3 separate regions of the Mus musculus genome follow, and regions 1 and 2 are each linked to region 3. Evidence: chromatin contacts called from public Hi-C and promoter capture Hi-C data. All regions are on one chromosome and are shown on one strand. Each heading gives the region's core, a stretch centred on a gene start, on an enhancer-like site or on the middle of the called end of the contact. The rest is flanking DNA. Distances are from core to core; before and after follow the strand shown. Region 1 holds the start of Nt5dc1 (5'-nucleotidase domain containing 1). Region 2 holds the start of L3mbtl3 (L3MBTL3 histone methyl-lysine binding protein). Region 3 holds the start of Hddc2 (HD domain containing 2).

What was found. Promoter capture Hi-C pulls out the DNA fragments that hold promoters and counts their contacts. Hi-C and Micro-C count contacts between places; a contact is called where the count stands out from the background.
Region 1: a contact with region 3 is called in a promoter capture Hi-C map of pre-B cells. The contact joins the promoter of Nt5dc1 here to the promoter of Hddc2 in region 3. A contact is called at or near these places in 1 of 39 promoter capture datasets (pre-B cells) and 2 of 484 Hi-C or Micro-C datasets (CD4 T cells and regulatory T cells).
Region 2: a Hi-C map of CD8 T cells shows a contact between it and region 3, with 12 times the contacts expected there. The contact joins the promoter of L3mbtl3 here to the promoter of Hddc2 in region 3. A contact is called at or near these places in 1 of 39 promoter capture datasets (pre-B cells) and 2 of 484 Hi-C or Micro-C datasets (CD4 T cells and CD8 T cells).

Annotation. Positions count from the first base shown.
Region 1 is chr10:34,417,100-34,420,451 of GRCm38.p6, forward strand. Nt5dc1 (5'-nucleotidase domain containing 1) reads right to left here and starts at 1,452. Exons shown (of 12, transcript NM_176968.5): 1 at 1,262-1,452. The coding sequence starts at 1,354.
Region 2 is chr10:26,372,561-26,376,035 of GRCm38.p6, forward strand. It overlaps L3mbtl3 (L3MBTL3 histone methyl-lysine binding protein), which reads right to left and starts at 1,512. Exons shown (of 22, transcript NM_001359254.1): 1 at 1,141-1,512.
Region 3 is chr10:31,311,807-31,315,325 of GRCm38.p6, forward strand. Hddc2 (HD domain containing 2) reads left to right here and starts at 1,599. Exons shown (of 6, transcript NM_027168.2): 1 at 1,599-1,677; 2 at 2,709-2,830. The coding sequence starts at 1,609.

The DNA of each region.
Region 1 (3,352 bases), core at 202-2,701, 3.1 Mb after region 3:
TTTTCAGCCTTTAATCAGCACTGCGATTCAAAACTTGCAGTAGAGTATCTTCTGAATCTTCTATCCTAAAATGTGTATGCTCACACACGCACAAAACTGGCTTTTTAACATGACAGAGGTTAAACAACATTCTCCATGAACGACAGTGAATACAGATGAAGGGCATAAGATGAACCAGACTGGAATCTGAACGCCGTGGAAGGAAAGAAATTAGCACCCAGAGAACACTCTGAAAGAGTAGCCAAAGGACCAAGACTTAAATGTCTTTAAACTATGAGAAAGGAAATGAGATCTGTGCAACTGGCAAGCAAAACAGAGCCCCAGCAGGGACACACACCTTTTTTTTTTTTTAAAGCATCTGTATGCTTGAAAACACACCGGAGTGATTCAGGAGCCTCATTTTTGATTTTGGAGAATCTGACCAACTGGGGCACTGACAGGACTACACTGACTGTGGTCTGCACTAGTGATGTGGTGGGTGCTAACCGTAATAGCAAACAATCGGCTGCACACTTAATCCTCGAAAGGTTAATTGAGAAGGAACCCAGATTATTTGCCCAGTGTCACAGGGCTAGGCACTTGGTGCCAGGGTCCCGAACCAGGGACTTTGACTGCAGAGTCCTGCTTAGACTTCTCACTGTGATATTCTTAATTCTTTAGTTTCTTGTGAACCCAAAGGGTCAGAGAAAGCAGGGCGATTAAGATGAGGGTATAAGCCTACAAATAAAGCAATCTAATCCCCTCATATTCTGGGTAGATTCTGTTGAGATTACAACTTTATTTAAAACGCACAGATCAAGTAGTACGTGCACAATAAATGCTTGTTTTCTTCTCTTGGTAAAGACAAAAGGAGGTCTAAGATGTTAACGACTTCTCCCAGTGTTTCTCACAATACTATTTATTATACAGTCTCTCCCTGTATGAAATACTTAAACTCTGACAGGTGATTACTTGGGTGTGCAAAAGGAAAGATGCAGCCATGTTTTCTTGAAGTTCAAAACAAGTGGCTGTACCCACTCAGCTGGTGCCCAGAGGAGTTGGAAAAAATAATAGGGCCTGGGATCAACAAATGACACACAAAGCCCCTGACCCCGCTTTTTCAGGGTTCTACAAGTCGGCTTCCCGGCTCGGTCTTGCGCTATCTTCTGCCCCTGGCTTCCTCCTCAAGACCGCAGAACCCCTGAAAGTACACTTCCGCCCAGCGGCCGGGGACCTACGACACTCTACACAGCCGCCTTTAGAGGCTGTCCGTGCCACTCACCCGGGCGCTCTCGGGCAGGTTGTAGCGGCACAGCGTGTGGTCGAGATCGAAGCCGACCACGTCGCAGGCGCCCAGGGAGAAGTGCTGAGCCATGGCAGGGCAGCGGCGGGTAACGCAGACCGGAAGGCCGGTAGAGCATGCGAGAAGTTGCCGGGACTCTACAAGCGTAACTCGCAGGCAGGACGCGGAGCGGGGCGGGGCTTGACGGGGCGGGGCTTGACGGGGCGGAGCTTGGCGGGGCGGAGGCTTATATAAGACAGACGGGCGGGGCGTGGTCTGGTCGGGAGGAGCTAGTCAAGTAGGGCGGGTTCTGAGCACACTCCCGCGTCTCCAAGTCAGTGGCCTGTCTGCCTCCTGGATCGCCCCAGTTTTGCTGGCTGGTTCAGGCCAGTTCCACGGCTTGCTTCCAGCTAGTACAGTGCAGCAGGAGCTAAAATGCTCAACTAGGACCCTGCTAGCCAATGTCCTTAATGTAGCTTAAGGTTTCACAGAATTAGTGGGAATTCTCGTTCATTTTTCAGGCGCCACACTACTAAATGATACCAGTGAAACCTCATCCCTTGAGGCTTGAGTGTGGGAGCAGTGTGTGAGAAAATTATGAGCACAAATAACTGTTGGACCCTGTGATGGTTTGTATATTCTTGGACTAGGGAGTGACACCATTTGGAGGTGTGGCCTTGTTGGAATAGGTGTGACCAGGTTGGAATAGGTGTGTCACTGTGGGCGTGGGCATAAGATCCTCACCCTAGTTGCCTGGAAGTCAGTCTTCCACTAGCAGCCTTTGGATGAAGACATAGAACGCTCAGCTCTGCCTGCACCATGCCTGCCTGGATGCTGCCATGCTCCCACCTTGATGATAATGGACTGAACCTCTGTACCTGTAAGCCAGCCCCAATTAAATGTTGTTTTTTATAAGACTTGCCTTGGTCATGGTGTCTGTTCACAGCAGTAAAACTCTGACTAATACAGACCCCTTTAGCATACAGTTTGGTAAGTGGACTTTGAAAGTTGAATCAACAGCTTTATTACTCTATAGTTTGGTAATAAGACATGAAAGACATTCCTGGCATCATTTCAGCCATTGGAATGCATTAAAAAATATATTACGTATTATGGAAGACCACCTTACCAAAAACACCAAGGCTGGTTGTATTAGTCAGGGTTCTCTAAAGACACAGAACTTATGGAATGAGTTCTCTATATATTAAAGGAATGTATTGTGATGACTTATAGTCTGTAGTTCAACTCACCGAGCATTGGTCAACTGTTAATAGGAATTCGAAGAGTTTGGTAGTTGCTCCGTCCCGTGAGGCTAGTTGTTTGAACTGGTCTTCTGTAGAAGTAGGTCTTGTGAGACTAGGCTGGGGCCTAGCAAACACAGAAGTGGATGCTCACAGTCAGCTATTGGATGGATCACAAAGCCCCCAATGGAGGAGCTAGAGAACATATCCAAGGAGCTAAAGGGATCTACAACCCTATAGGTGGAACAACAATATGAACTAACCAGTACCCCGGAGCTCTTGACTCTAGCTGCATATGTATCAAAAGATGGCCTAGTCGGCCATCACTGGAAAGAGAGGCCTATTGGACACGCAAACTTTATATGCCCCAGTACAGGGGAATGCCAGGGCCCAAAAATGGGAATGGGTGGGTAGGGAAGTGTGTGTGTGTGGGGGGTATGGGGGATAGCATTCTAAATGTAATTGAGGAAAATACGTAGTAATAAAAAATATTAATAAAAAAGAAAAAGAAAAAGAGTGAATCTTCCTTCTTCCAATGTCCCTGGGTAGGCTTCTATGAGAAAGTGTGGCTCAGATTAAAGGTGCATACCACCATGCCTGGATCTAGGACTTGCTTTGTCCCAGGCTGACCTTGAATCCAGATATCACCTTGCCTCAGTCTCCTGGGATTAAAGGCCTGTACTACCTTGCCTGAGCCTAAGCTTTTCACGGTCATCATGTCTCAAGATCTCCATGACAAGAGCCAGATCAGAAACTTGTGTCTTCCAGCCTCAAAATCTGGATCACAGGTGAGCCCTCCAGTTCTGGATTGTAGTTCATTTCGGATATAGTCAAGCTAACAACCAGGAAA
Region 2 (3,475 bases), core at 262-2,761, 4.9 Mb before region 3:
AGTATATATTATGTAAGTTTATACGTAAATTGTTGAATAATTTGTTAGCCTGAGATTATATGCATCAGAGACACATACAAAATGATCAGTTCATATAAAAGCTAATTTCAGGTTTGTTTTTTTTTCAGTTTTTTGCAAAGTGCTAAGCACAGGTTTCATTTTGACTTTTCCTTAACATTCCGAATTAAGCTACCTGCTATGAGTCGTAAGAGGGGAAATAAAAAAAAAAAAAAACGGAGGTACAGATGATGGTAAACAGAAGACAAACTTTCTTATCTAGGGAGTGTCAATCTCAAATCTCAGAATAAAAAGCTTTGGTTTTCTTACTGTATGCAAGAAAGGATGGAAATCACAGGGTCCGCAAGCTTAGACGTCATTGTTCTCTGATTTACAAAACTTCTATTTCGGACTAGCATCCTTTCTCACATCTGGCTGCAACTCAGGTCTTCTAATTACTTCCACGTCTAAACGGACTGCATGTAGCTACAAGTAAAGGCCAAACTTTGGTCTTGTCTCTCGAACTTAAGATGCGTTTAACCACTAGAGGTCCCCCCTTGGCCAGTTTTGCAGGCTCACTATTTTGCTGCACTTGAAACTTTCCGGCTCTCTACTCGAGTCAGTGTTTTTCTAAAAACTTGCGCAAAAATCCACGCAACCGAGGTAGCCAGTACAGAGCTTCCCGGGCTCCCCACACCAATAAAGGCATCATAACCAACCACCTACGAAAATTGAAATGAAAATTCAACTCACTCATCCCAGGCGACGCACCTCCCCCCCCCCCCCACACACACACACACTCAAACCGGTTTCTTATTTCTCGTCTCAGTTTCCCTTAACTTAGAACAATTCTTTAACATCTATTTTTGTTCCTGGGCACTTTGGATGATCTTAAATGCATGCTTTTGGCGGTAGCCCCAAGGTGGCAAAGGAGCGGGCCAAGGGATGCAGAAGGCGGGGGGGATGGGCCCAGCAAACTGCGCCCGAGAAAGTTGCATAAGGAAAGAGACTCCGTTTTTCGGGTCCCCCCCCCCTAAAAAAACAAAAAAAAGAAGAAAAATAAATCAGCGGGGAAAGGAGAGGAAAAGGAAGCTGGGCGGTGGCTGCAGGAGGACAGAGAAGGAAAAACCAAAGCGAGTTTACCTTCGTGTCCCCGTGGAAGGGTGGGGCAAGAGCCCTGACCCACGCGACCCGGCAGTGCGGCTGGATCTCCCACCCGTTTGGTCGGAGCGCGGACGGACAGACAGACACCACGGCCGGACGCGAAGAAAGCCGCCACGCTGGTCAACTTTCTCTCACGGCCCCGCGGTGGGCCGTGATCGGATCAGATCCGATCGTGAGGTTCGGGTCCTAGAAACCCCCACACACATGCACTTTTTTGCCTTTTGGATTTTTTTTTCCTTTTCTCTTTTTCCCTTTTTCTATTCTCCCAAGAAGGCGATTAAAGTTTTCCCTCCGCCAGTGCGCCCCTGGCCCCGCCGCTCTCAAGTTTGCCTCCTCCTCCGGCCGGCGGCTGGCTGGCTGGCGGGGCGCGCGGCGGATGCCTCCGCTCCTGCGCTTCCCGATCCCCACCCCCGCCGGCCTCTACTTCCCCCGCCCCGCCGCCGCTGCGCGAGGCCGGCCCCGCCGGGCCCAGGACGCGAGCGTGGACCAGACAGTAGCCCATGAGCGCAGATCGGCGCACGCACGGGTGGCGAGGCGGACCCCGGCCGCCGGCCTCGGCCACCCGGGGCGGCGGTAAACAAGTTGCAGGCTCCACGGCCCCCGCCGCAGCCCGCCACCGCCTCGCCTCGCCTCGCTCGCACGCCCGCGCCCGCACCGGCGGCGCTGCGCGGAGAAGATCGCCGCGACGGTGCGGGTGCCCGGCCCGGCCCCGCGTCCTCCACCCCGCGGGGACGGCAGTGTCGAGCCCGCGCCGCCGCGTTCCCTAAAAGCACTTTCCTGCTTCCAGCAGGAGGAAAAAAAAAAAAAAAATCCAGCGGAGGCTTTATTTCTTTCTTCTTCTTCTTCTTCTTTTTTTTTTTCCGTGCAACTTTCCCAAAATGGCGGAAATTGGAGGCGATCTCTAGGAAATTCTCCCACAGTCGGCGGCGGGGAGCGGGGAGGTGGCGAGCGGGGAGAGCACACACGCAAACTCTCGGCCGCCGGCCCCGCCGCGGCTCGGGTGTGCGTGCGGGTGCGGGTGCGTGTGCGCGGTGCGAGTCGCGGAGGGAGGCCTCTCGGCGCGCGCTCACACTCACACCGACACACACTCACCGACACATACACAGACACACACAGCCACAGAGACACACACTCACACACACATACACACACACACACATACACACTCACACACATACACACACACACACACACACACACACACACACACACACGGCCGCGCCAGCGAGACGCGCCTCTGCCACATTCAACCAGTCGGTTCTCCGCAGCCGAGCTGGCTGGCGAGCAAAGTGGCCCGGCCTCTTTTCCCACTGCCTCGGTCTCCCGTACTTGGACTTGTCGCGCTCGCCCGCCCGCCCGCTCGCTCGCCCGCCCGCCCGCTCGCTCACCCGGTGCGCGCTCGGCACAAAGGCCACACGGGCGGAGGGGGCCGCAGGGGCGGCGCGCCGGGGCTCGCGTCCTCCCGCCGCCGCACCGATCGTGCCCGCGGTCCCCTCCCGAAGCCGCCCCCTCCCCCCCTTAGGCTCAGGCCGACCGCGCTCGGCGCCCCCGGGGAGGCTGCGGCTCCGCCGCGTTTCCCCCCCACCGCCGCCCCGGACTCGCAGCCCCGCGGTGCCGCGCTCCCCCCCCCCCCCCCAGCGCCGCCACCCAGCACCCGGTGTCAAAAAAGCGACCAAAGTGACAAGCTCCGGGCGGGGGGAGGGGGCCCACACGCATCCCGCTGCCTGCGCGCGGGCGACGGCCGAACGCGGCCGCCTTGGCCCGCTCCCTTCCGCACGGCCCCCCACACCCTTCCCCGTGTGCGCGCAAAGGAGGAAAAAATACAAGTCTCTCCTCCCCCCATTTTTTCCTTTCTCTTTTCTCGCTCTTTTGTTCCTCTTTCGCACTCGCACTCACTACTTCAGAGTGAGATGCCCACAGACTCCCCCTCCAGCCGCTTCCGAGTCACTTGCCCACTTTTTTTCCCCGGGATTAAGTTTTCTCCTCTTTCCCAGAGGCGCAGAGAAGTGGGGGAGAAACCCCTTCTTTCCTTCCCCTCCCCTGATCTCTTTCCCAAGACGAGGGTGCGCTTCCTTCCCTCTCTAGGTCTCAGAACTTTCATCCTCACCCAGAAAAAAATCAATGAATGGCTCTGGCGCAGGCTGATCTGCAGATTAATTAGAGATTAGATCTGATCAAGCGCTCCTTACCCCCAAATTTTCTCTCTTTTTTTTTTCTCCGTCTCACGAGTAGTCCTGACAAATGGTCCAGGGCTGCGGGCGCAGTGCGCATGTGCGCGTAGAGTCAGGGCTGGGGAGAGGGGAAACTGCGCTGG
Region 3 (3,519 bases), core at 349-2,848:
TCACATATGGCTTGTCTTTGTCATCAAATACTTTACTCATTTGAATCTTCTTAACCCTCAGAGTACAAATTGCTGGATGCTCTGACTAAAGAGCCCCTACTCTCCCAAGTTCACACTGTCAAACTAGGGTGGTGAGCAAGGTGCTATTTAAGATATTCTACTTCCATAAAGTCCTATTTATGATTTCCAGAAAGTTTTATACTCTAAAAAGCCACTTTCACAGGCATTTTTACTGCGATAACACCTGATTCAAACACTCTGATTAGAGTGACTAACAGTATGATTTATAGGGAGAAAGCAGATAGGGACTATATATAAAACCAGGAATAGGGCTTTCTACACCTAGGACCTTAGCATAGCAAGGCAGCCTGGTGGTGCTGGCATTTGAAGCTTGTGCTTTATAGATAACACAAACCACTCACCTACTTCAGTGCTGGAGAGCACTTGGGACCTCATGCACAGCTACACTACACTGCCAACTTTTCATTTCTTCTGTAGAGCTGACTTTAGAATCCTGGATGCTGCTCATGGATGCTACTTCAGTGCTGGAGAGCACTTGGGACCTCATGCACAGCTACACTATACTGCCAACTTTTCATTTCTTCTGTAGAGCTGACTTTAGAATCCTGGATGCTGCTCATGGATGCTGCCTCAGGGTTCTGTAGAATCTACTGAGCAACATTCTATACCAACATTATGCTATGATGACTATACATTTTCTAGTATAGTTCCCGGTATAGTATTCGGGCTCATATGGAAGAGGTGGTAGGTATATCAAGTAGTGAGAAACGAGAACAGACAATGGTTCATTAGAACCATCACCTTTTAGGGCCCTGTAAATAAATAAACCTACTTTGTTACAAATAAAATTGGAATTCCTTTTTATTTCTCTTTCTTCTTGAATCTTATTCATATCCTCGACTCCCTCTGCTTGAATTTGTCCATATCCATTAACTGCATTTAAAAGTTTGTACCATCAAATTGTCAATGGAAACTAGTCAGGTAGTCCTGGAAGATCCTGATCAGTTTCCTGGCAGAATGGATGCTTGTGGTTTCACCATGGGCTTCCTCTTACTAGCCCATTTCCTGCTTCCTCCAAAGTTTCCTGGTATGTCTGCCAAGCATTGCCTCCCTTCACAGGCTTGCCCAGTGCCTTTGTTAAACTGGTTAAGCGAAGCTTCTTATAGCTAGCTCTTCCTGCCAATCAGACACTGGGCTTCTAAGAAGCAAGGTTTGCAGGCATTATCCAGCTTCATCCTCCTTAGGCCTTTCTGCCCTTAGCGTCAAGCTGCGATTCCTGTGAAAGTTGATGGTTACTTGGGCAGAGACCATCCAAAGTCTGAGCACAGACCTTAGTACAGAGAAAGTGCTCTACCAAAGGAGGAAGTGGGGCTGTGAGGAGGAGCCAAAGGGTGGGGAGGAGCTGAAGGAGGGCGGGGAGGAGCTGAAGGAGGGCGGGGAGGAGCTGAAGGAGGGCGGGGAGGAGCTGAAGAAGGGCGGGGAGGAGCTGAAGGAGGGCGGGGAGGAGCTGAAGGAGGGCGGGGAGGAGCTGAAGGGGAATGGGGAGGGGCTTGAGGTTGACACCGCCCAGCTCTTATGCACTTCAGCATGGCTTTGGCCTCGTCCGGCTCTGGAGCCGGGCTGTTGCGTTTTCTGCGTCTAGTTGGGCAGCTCAAGGTGAGCGGGTGGGATCGGCTTGGCCGGGAGGCGGTGCGGCCCAGCTCAGGCACCGACCTCACGCAACCTCCCTCGCTCAGCCCGGCGTTGCTGGCGGGTACGCAGCCGAGGCTGGACCGGGGACTCGTGCACGCTCCATGCCCAGCGCGGCCACAACCCAGGCCATGGCGATGCTGCGGAGCGGCAGCGGAAGGCAGGAGCCGAAACCCCTGCACGTAGGCTGTGGAAACCTTCCTCTATCACCGTGACTTCCGGAACTGTTGGTTTCAGTAAATCGGTTTCAGCGTGCACCAGCCCTTGCTTGGCAGAGCTTGTGCAGAGCCCCCTTTGTTCCAAGATGAGCTGTTCTGTAACACTGCGACTATTTGTGAAATTCGTTAGATGCATAGAACTCCCAGAGAAAATGCAGACTTACACAGGTTGAGAAGTAGTGAAAGGCTTGACTGCCATGGAAACTCCTCCAAGCCATCTGAGTTAGAATTGGAGAGTCTGTCACATGTTGCATGTACAAAATATTCTATTATTGTATGAAATGAGTTTTTGGACGGCACAAACCTACTACTCTCATAGTTAGGAATAATACTGGGGCTTTGCTTTGCATTTTTCCTAACTACACCACAGATGAACAGCACAGGCTGGCAGCCTGGAACTTGGGTCTTCACCTGTTGAGTTCTTAGATTCCAGGCGTGTACCACCAGGCGTACCACCAGTTTTGCTTTTATGTCTAAAAACTTTTTGTGTATTATCCCATAGTTATACTTCACTAGCACAGAGTAAAGACTATTGGACTTTTGTATACTTTTGAACATTTTTGTATATTTGTGAATTGTCCACTCACTAGTGAGATTTCAGATTTTTATCGATATGATTAGTTTAAATGAAACATTTTTAAAAAAATAGGTTTGAAACCACGACTCAGCTGACATGTGGCTCTGTGGCCATTCTCTGGCATTTTCTTGAAGAGCACCTGTCATTTTTTGTTGTTGTTCCCAGGGATAGTGTTTTGTTTAATTCCTTATCTTATTTATTAGAGAGTTCCACGGACTGGCTGGGTATACAGAAATGTCGAAAAGCCAGAAAGCGTGTCAGATCACATGTACCGGATGGCAGTTATGGCCATGGTGACCAGAGATGACCGTCTTAACAAGGATAGGTAAGTTATTTGAACATTGATGCTTATGAAGGTTTCTGGACTCTGTGTGAGGATGACTTCAGTTGTAAACTATAGTAAGTTTTCTGTTACATTCTGCGTTGGTCTCAGGGGAAACAAGTGAGAAGTTAGGGCCTTAAAGGGTGAATATGTGTGAATTGTATCTTTGCATTAATTAGTATTTACTTGGCTTTGAACTATCTGCTTTTATGAATAATGATAGCCATTTCTGAGGCCATATTGTTGAACTAGTGTGGCAATAACTACATAGGAGCTATAAAGAGTTAGCATCTCTTTAGATCATCAGCAAGTTTTTGTTTTTGTTCTTTTTAATGCTTGATAATCACAAGACAAGAGTTTACAAAGAAGACAGCAAATGAATTGCACAGGACTGATGTGGCTTCAATAAAAATTACAAAATAAGTTAGGGTAGGAAATTAGCCAGTTGTTCCAGTAGCAGGGAAGATCTCATGTTCTTGGTTGGTCTTCACGGGTTAGATGGCATCTGAGCTAAGTGACATAGGTTAAGAAGTAGGGAAAGGCTTTGCATATAGAGTGTCCAGAAACAAAATCCTGGTGGTGAGAAGGTAATGGAGTACTTTGGGGAATAAAAGGAAGTAAGGTTGACTACAGGGATGTTTTTGGGGAGCCCAGCAAGTCCTGTTGCTCTGCAGATAGAGTAGAACTTAGGG